2 separate regions of the Zea mays genome follow, and region 1 is linked to region 2. Evidence: chromatin contacts called from public Hi-C data. All regions are on one chromosome and are shown on one strand. Each heading gives the region's core, a stretch centred on a gene start, on an enhancer-like site or on the middle of the called end of the contact. The rest is flanking DNA. Distances are from core to core; before and after follow the strand shown. Region 1 holds the start of LOC100273745 (Histone H2B). Region 2 holds the start of LOC103636512 (aspartic proteinase PCS1).

Region 1 (4,033 bases), core at 1,299-3,798, 140 kb after region 2:
TTTATTTCCCCCCTCAATCCCCTCCAACCCTCCCATTATCCCCTTGTCACCAAATCAGCCCTGACAGAAGGGGGTCATCACAACGTGGGGTAGGCATTAGCTGAACCACAAAAAATCATTGTCTCTTGTCTATTTACTTTACTACGATTTCTCTCTTCCTTAAGCATAAGCTTCGCTTACATGTTGCTTCTAGTTTAATACACATCTCAAGTGATCAATCAAGTGAAGAATGTTTCTTTCCCTCCTCTTCTCAGCCGAACTTGGTTTTTAGTCACTCTAACGCATAAGTTGGACCAATTTTGTGTTGTTTGAGTTAAGTTTTGCATGATCACATATTCACCACCTCTAGATGCTCTCAATTGGTATTGAAGTTGTTCTCTTCATCGAGGGATTAACCGCTCGAAGAGATGGATCCTAAAGGCAATGGGAAGGTGATTGACGAGAAGGAGAAGGGGTCCTCTCTGGCGACAAGGAAGGAGATACTATCGATTCCGAGTCTAGCAAGACCAAGAAGGACGAAAAGAAGAAGCGCATCAAGAAGTTAGTATACTACGACAATGATGCTTATTCGCATTCACCAAAGGAGGATGACGACAACGACTCCAAGAAAAAACGGTCAAACAAAATTACTCCAAAGTCTATTTTAATTACTCTCGCGATACTTATGGTTCAAATGCTCATTTACTACCTATTCTGCTTGGCAAGCCTCATCACTTTGATGGGAAAGACTATCCATGGTGGAGTCATAAGATGCGTAGTTATTTATTTTCACTCGACCCTAGGAATGCATCTCATGGTATTGAGATATTTATTCAAATATAATAATTGTTTAATTTGTAAATACTAAGATACATATGGTCTGGTGGTTAGCTCCCAAATTTATGAAGCAGTGGGGCGTGGGTTCGAGTGTTCGCTCTGCACTATTTTTTGTGCGGTGAGTGGAGGTTCACATGATAGTAGTTAAGAGAGCGTTGTGCAGACGCTTGGCGTGGGCCCCCCAGCGGAGTTGAAGATGTGGTAGCCCACATTAGGTTCTTAATTAAGTGTAGATTAATCCCGGTCCACATTATACCTATATTATTCAGTACAATGCAAGACATAAACTAAGCTTTTACCACATTGGGTCATCAACATTCTCATAAACTTATAAATCATAAAAACAATATACATTTATGTGCGGTGGTTCCACATTCTCATAAATCATAAGTTGACCAATGGTGGTTCCACAACGTAAAGATGTGGGTCTCGAGGCATTCCAAACTCAAAATGATTATTTTCTGAATCCCACGCTTTTTCTGTGTTTTCGAATCAATATTTGTAAATTTTGTATACCATTTGGTAGGAGGCTAAAATATGCGGTGACTACGGGCTGTTTGGTTCAGCTTTTTTCTGACCAGCTTTTCCGAAAATCTAGCTGTGGAGAGAATCTGACTGTGTAGAGAATCTGAGTATCATTAGGATTACGTGCGGAGGAAGATAAAGTTGTCCATTGGCTTAGGATCTATAAAATAACAGATTAATACTATTGCGACGACTCAACCGATTATATGTTTATGTTGATTTTGAATAGTTTTTAACCAAACAAATTTTATAGAAGCTGGCTGAAAAGCTAAGTATTTAGCAGTCCGCAGCAGCTTTTAGTGACCATAAGCTACCAAAAGCCGAAACAAACAGTGGCTACAGCTACGCCAACGCGGTCGCTTCAACAAGCGGTACTTTCATTGCACGATTTCATATGGCTTGGCGCTAGGGGTGGGCGTTCGGGTTACCCGAAAATTTCGGGTCGGGTAATTCGGGTTTTTAAAATTTCGGGTTTTGAGAATCGATACCCGAAATTACAACGGGTTTTGCAATACCCGAAATTTCGGGTACCCGAAATTTCGGGTTCGGGTTCGGGTATTCCCGAACTACCCGAACTATTGTGTTGGCTTCAAAAAAACATATACACCCTATTAAATTAATATAAAAATATAGTTTTAATAATGATATACATGTATATATAAAACACAAGCAATCTACAATCACAAGTTATGCACACATACACATAATTATAAATGTACAAATTAATAATTAAGCATGAAATGAGTACATGACACATGAAAGTTCGGGTAATTCGGGTATTTCGGGTACCCGATTGTGATACCCGAATTACCCGAACTAAATTCGGGTTTTGCAAGTTGCTACCCGAAATTCCCGAACAAAATTCGAGTTTCGGGTATTTCGGGTTCGGGTTCGGATATTCTGGGTTCGGGTTTCGGGTTACGGGTTTTTTGCCCAGCCCTACTTGGCGCCATGCCATCCCGTTCGCATTTTCGGCTCCCGCATCCTTCCGCAAGGAAACCAACCCAGGTCCGCGGCATCACGCGTCCCCACGCCGAATCGCCTCCGCGCGCTGAAATCCCAGCCGTCCCGCGCTTCCAACGCTTCAGATACCGACATCTCAGCGATCCGCGCCGCCACCCGTTCCACCAATCACGTCACGCCTCGCCTTTCTATAAAATCCCACCGCATCCCCATTCATAGCACATAGTCGAAAGCTACGAGCACTCGCCGCCACTCACCAGCAAATTCCCAAGCCGCCCCTTCCCCCATCTCTTTCGCGCCCCATTTGATCGATTCCTGATGGCGCCCAAGGCCGAGAAGAAGCCCGCGGAGAAGAAGCCGGCGGAGGAGAAGGCCGAGAAGAAGCCAAGGGCGGAGAAGCGCGTGCCGAGCAAGGAGGGCGGCGAGAAGAAGGGAAAGAAGAAGGCGAAGAAGAGCGTCGAGACGTACAAGATCTACATCTTCAAGGTGCTCAAGCAGGTGCACCCGGACATTGGCATCTCGTCCAAGGCCATGTCCATCATGAACTCCTTCATCAACGACATCTTCGAGAAGCTCGCCGCCGAGGCAGCCAAGCTCGCCCGCTACAACAAGAAGCCCACCATCACCTCCCGGGAGATCCAGACCTCGGTGCGCCTCGTCCTCCCCGGCGAGCTCGCCAAGCACGCCGTCTCCGAAGGGACCAAGGCGGTTACCAAGTTTACATCCTCTTAGGGTGCCGCCGCCGCCGCACGTTGCTAAATTTTCTCATATTTAGGACTGTGCTAGGTTGTTCGTGCAACAATGTAGAATTTGTTATAATTGCTGAATGAATCAGTTACCCCTGTTGAAGTTTTCTAATATATTAATCTTGCTAGTATAACTTGCTTCAAATCTTGATGGGGTTTCCATTCGTCGTTTAAAATTGCGACATGCACCAATCTTTTACCCGTCGAACCTACTTGTGAATTATGATTGCCTGGAGATAAATTGCCTTGTATCATATATTGCCCTCACGGTTTTATAAACTGATGACGGGTAAACAATGCCTATCACAAAAATGCTTGAGAAGGTACAGTTAATAAATCAGCTGTCATTGCTATGGAAAATCCGATCCCCTCATTTATGGCAATTTTTGCCTCGCGGCCAGTTTCATTTTAACCTGGACAAATTAGTACTCATGAACTTGTCGAGCGATATAAATCTGTGCTGTTTTATGTGTTTGGACGATTTATGGCTGCCTTCACCCGACGCCACTGTTGCATCAAGTTGATGTGTATATTATAGCCGAATGTGTTGTGAGTCGGTATTATCATGTGAACTGCCAAAAGTGTATCGATGGTTTTGGATGAAGTGTTTCAAAAGTGATCCTTGCTCCTGCAGAAGTTTAGAGATCATTGCAATGAGGTATTATCGCATATTTGCACTATACCATTGTTCAAGTGACACGAAAGAGGGGCTATTTGGTGCCAAATTCTAAGTAGCTGTGCCTTTCTGATGTGTTTTTTTTTCAATACTACTGCGAGATAGGATATTTTAGGTGGGATTGTTGATGGTTGATGAACTAGTATCCAAATCCTGCACAAATAACTTAAATTGCTTGGTGCCAAGTGATGAGTTTAGGTCTATGCCAAATAACTGTAGCAAAAATGTGAACAATACGAGCAATTCTAGGCTGAAGTCAAACGGCTGACTGTTTTGAAAAATGCACTTCATTTTTGTGCAGAAACTC
Region 2 (4,051 bases), core at 282-2,781:
GAATCGTTTGGCAGGTTAAGGTTATATGGCAACTGGAGGAGCTAACCCCCGAGCCAGAGCACAGGCCGCGTCACAGCATGAGGCCGAGCCGCTCGCTGGCGACGTCGCACTTGACAGGCGCGAGCCCGACGCGGCCGCGCTCCAGGTCGTACTCGACCCACAGGTTCATCTGGTGGTGGTGCCCGATCACGTACGCCGTCAGGGGCACCATGTCCGCGTTCCCGAACGTCAGGCACCACACGCCGTCGGCTCCCCGGCGCTCTCCGGGGACCTTGTACAGCAGCCTGTCCCCCGCCACCGACATCTGCGCGCCATTGAACAGCAGGGTCACGGGCGGGAGCCTCGCCGACGGCGGCGGGCGCCCCTTGGGCACGCGGAAGCAGGTGTCGAACGCTTCTTGGAATGCGAAGCTGGGGTCCTCGAGCGCGGGGAGAAGGGGCTTCGTTTGTTTCAAGAACTCGGCTTTGACGGCGGAGTAGGCGTCCCCGAGGAGGAAGGTGAACTGCGTGCCGGAGTCCACCATCGTCTGCCCTGCGCCGGTGTGGTCCGGCGCGAGAACCGACGGCGGGATCGGCAGGGGCTTGCCGCCGACGCGGATGCCGAGGAGCTGGACGGAGTAGGCCACGCGGTCGAAGTAGGGGAGCGGCGGGGTGGGCTGGTACAGCGGCGTGTAGTTGAGCGGCAGGAAGGGGAGGTCGCTGTGGCCGAGCAGCAGCACGCCGGCGTCGTCCCGGTCGGAGATGCAGTACGAGAAGCGGCGCGTGCTGGCCTGGGTGACGAAGGAGAGCGCGCCCCTGTTCATCCCCAGCAGCCCGGCCGTGGCGACGGCGTCGGGCGAGGAGTCGTACGCGGCGGACATGCAGCCGAACGCGGACCGCAGCGGCGGCGCGTCGCCGACGGCGAAGACGTCGGTGGCGAGCGCGCCGTCGGAGGCGGACCCGTCCGCGTACGACAGCGACACGCGGCACCGGCGCGAGGCGGCGTCGCAGGACGGCGGCGCCGGCAGGTCCCGGGAGCTGCAGCGCGCGGAGCCGCAGGGCACGGCGGCGAACGTGGCCGAGGCCCTGGGGCGGAACGAGTCGGCAGCAGCGGCCGCGGCGCGCCCCGTCGCGCAGAGCAGCCAGGAGAGCTCGCTGCCCGTGTCGAGCACCATGGTGACGTTCTGCGGCGGCGTGCCGACGGCGAGCGAGACGGTGAGGCTGACGTTGTGGTGGAACCGCAGCTTGCTCGGCGGCCGCGGCAGCGCCCCCACCGGCACCTGCCGCGAGCGCAGCGGGAACGCGCGAGGCTTGGCCCCGCCCGGCTCGCCGGCGACAGACCACGGCCGCGGCGCGGCGACGAGCAGGATGAGGAGACAAGCGAGCAGCGCTGGCGGCATGGTGGTGATTGCGACCCTGCGGCCGGGGCCTATGCGCGCATGTGATGCGAGGATGGTGACGGGTTCTCGTGTTGGATCCGCGGGGTGGGGGTTCCGCTTCGGCCGGCTCGCGGTCGCGGTGGGTTTTATGGAGGTGGCGCGGGGTGCGCAGGAGCACTGCACAGTGGTCAGTGGAGGGGTGGTGATGGTGACGCGGAGAGACGGGATGGGATGGGGGGCGAGGGAGGGGGCAGCCGGAGCGAGACTACGAGAGACAGAGACGCGTCACGCGTCCCTGTCGCAGGGACGAAGCAGCCGCGTTCTTGTGCCTGTCGTCTTGTGGTTTCGGTACTGGCGAGCGCCAGCTGGGCTAGTCACGGATATTTTTGTAGCTTCCTAGGAGCTCTCTCGCATTTTTTGCTAAACATTTTTACCGCTCCACTCAGGTCGTAGGGGTGCAAACATCACGAGGAAAATCTACACGTGCGTGCCAGCACAACCATCTTGTAGTACAATCGCACGTACACTACATTTCCAATTCGGTTCCCCTGCGGCTGTTGGCAAAGCATTGGTGGCGATAATACTCTGTTGCGTATTGTTTGTGAGTGCGCGCACGCAGCGCAGTCCGCCAGTGTCCTTGTGACGCTGGGTGCTCGCTGGCTGTATTGTATCGTTTCGTTTGTACTCGAGACGAACCTACTCCGCTTAAACCCGACAAGTTCGACGCACTGATGACTGTTGACTGGTGGTCTTTCCGCACGGCCGGAACTTTGGCCAGTTTTGCGCCGAAAACAAGCGCCTTTCGCTAAAGCACTTGGACTAACGTACCCCGCCCCATGATTAGTTCGCGAGATAGGTACGTACGTATGTATTGTCCTGGCCTGGCCGAAAGAACACGAAAAGGTAGGGCCTTTGGCCGCCGGTGGCATCGGCGGCAACATGAAGGCTCTGAACTGAATTGACTGTGATCTTTCTTGTTATACCGTGATGTAGAAGTAAACCTAGAACAGTTCCAATCTCCACGAGTTGAAAACTTGCCCAGCCAATTGTCCAATCATCCCAATCTCCGTGGCAGTGGCAGTACGTCGATCCGTCGGAGTTATGTTCTCATCTACCTCCTCTCCGGCATGGGTCATGGGGTCCATGCATGGAAGCTAACAGTAGTACGCGCGTACAGGGTGCGGTGAATACGATGCCTGCCTTCCGTTCCAAGCACAAGCAGGGGAGGCAGCGCATTGAAGCTATAAGGTAATCACACCCCGGAAGCAACAAGTACCGCAGGTTAAAGGCGAGGCCGGCCCGTCAGCCCCCTTTTCGCCCCGGCTGCAAGCTATCATTCATTCGCCCACCCGTCAGCGCGACGCACACTGCCGGTTCCTTCCAGCTCGCCGTCGCGACAGACCCTCGCTGCGGCTCGAGTCGAGTTCAACAGCTCACGTACGGTCTCTCTCCGCCACGGCCTGGCGGCCAGGCAATGCTCGCCACGCGCCGGTGCCGGGCACTTTTGTTAGCTACAATAATAATCATGGCCCTCTTCACTAGTCAAGCGTGATTGTTACGAGTAGCCCCGCTGCCTGCTGCTGCACTACTCCTGACACTTCCATTATTTTAGTGGTCGGTGCGGTGCATGAACGTGTCTCATCGGTTAGCTCGGCCATATATAAATTTTAGAAGAAGAAGACAGGATAGGACACTGCAATGCGCAGAGCACGAGTTAAGAAGATTTCCTCCGCTGTCTGTCCTCTGTCATACACTTCGGTCAAAATTCAAAACCGCACATGCTAGGTGGGCACCGGGGTTATTAAGGCCTGTTCCAAACCTCTACACTCTAGAGATAATTATTAGTCAACTAATAATTTTTAGCTAGTTTTAGTTTAGTTAAGCCAAGCTAACAACTAATGGCTATTTGAGACATTCAGGTAAGTACGTTTGTACGTGACGCCTCGAGCACGTCGTTAGGCTGTCCCAACCTATAAAGTACTCTCTCCGTTATAAAATACTAGTCGTTTTAGCTTTTAATTATTATATATATATTTAAATAGATAAATGATGTATGCATCATGAATCCATAAAATTCTCTAAAATGACTACTATATTAAGATGGTGGTATTCTCTAACTTAAATATAGAGGTGGTATTCTCTGCGGCGGCAGTTCGGTGAGGAAGACACGACGAGGACTTAGTTTGGATACTCTAGTATTTATCTTAATTTATAGGTTACAGTAGATTATAGTATAAGTTAGTTTAATTTACACCTCAATTCACTTCAACCTATATACATTAGGGTGAATAATGTTGGATAAATGTGAGGTTGACCAAACTAATATCCAATAATAGTAAATGCTAATGATCCACTTTAAATGCTATAGTATACTAATAAATTAGCACCGTATTGGAAGTTCAAGGGACAAACCAATCAACTTAAATAGATGGATCTTTGGTGCATCTATTGAGAAGTTGAGAAAATGATAAAGTAATGGCGCGCCCGTGCCGCCGCCAGCAGCTGTGCCGTGGCTCGTGGAAGATCGGACCTCGTTCCGAATATTTTTTTTAAATAGTTGTGCATTTTGGATCGTTGTTCTCATCCCTACTTCTGACTGCCTATAAGAGTGGAGAGGGATGACTCTTCCAGGTACGCGCGATATCTCTCACGCGAATTGCAAACAACACATCATCGTGCCAACTTCTGCGAGCA

The links. A called contact is a pair of places that touch in the nucleus more often than the background predicts.
Region 1: a contact with region 2 is called in a Hi-C map of leaf, with 5 times the contacts expected there. The contact joins the promoter of LOC100273745 here to the promoter of LOC103636512 in region 2. A contact is called at or near these places in 2 of 25 Hi-C or Micro-C datasets (both in leaf).

Annotation. Positions count from the first base shown.
Region 1 is chr8:175,545,054-175,549,086 of Zm-B73-REFERENCE-NAM-5.0, forward strand. It overlaps LOC100273745 (Histone H2B), which reads left to right and starts at 2,549. Exons shown (of 1, transcript NM_001148154.1): 1 at 2,549-3,160. The coding sequence starts at 2,623. The coding sequence ends at 3,036.
Region 2 is chr8:175,407,159-175,411,209 of Zm-B73-REFERENCE-NAM-5.0, forward strand. LOC103636512 (aspartic proteinase PCS1) reads right to left here and starts at 1,532. Exons shown (of 1, transcript XM_008658854.4): 1 at 1-1,532. The coding sequence starts at 1,378. The coding sequence ends at 71.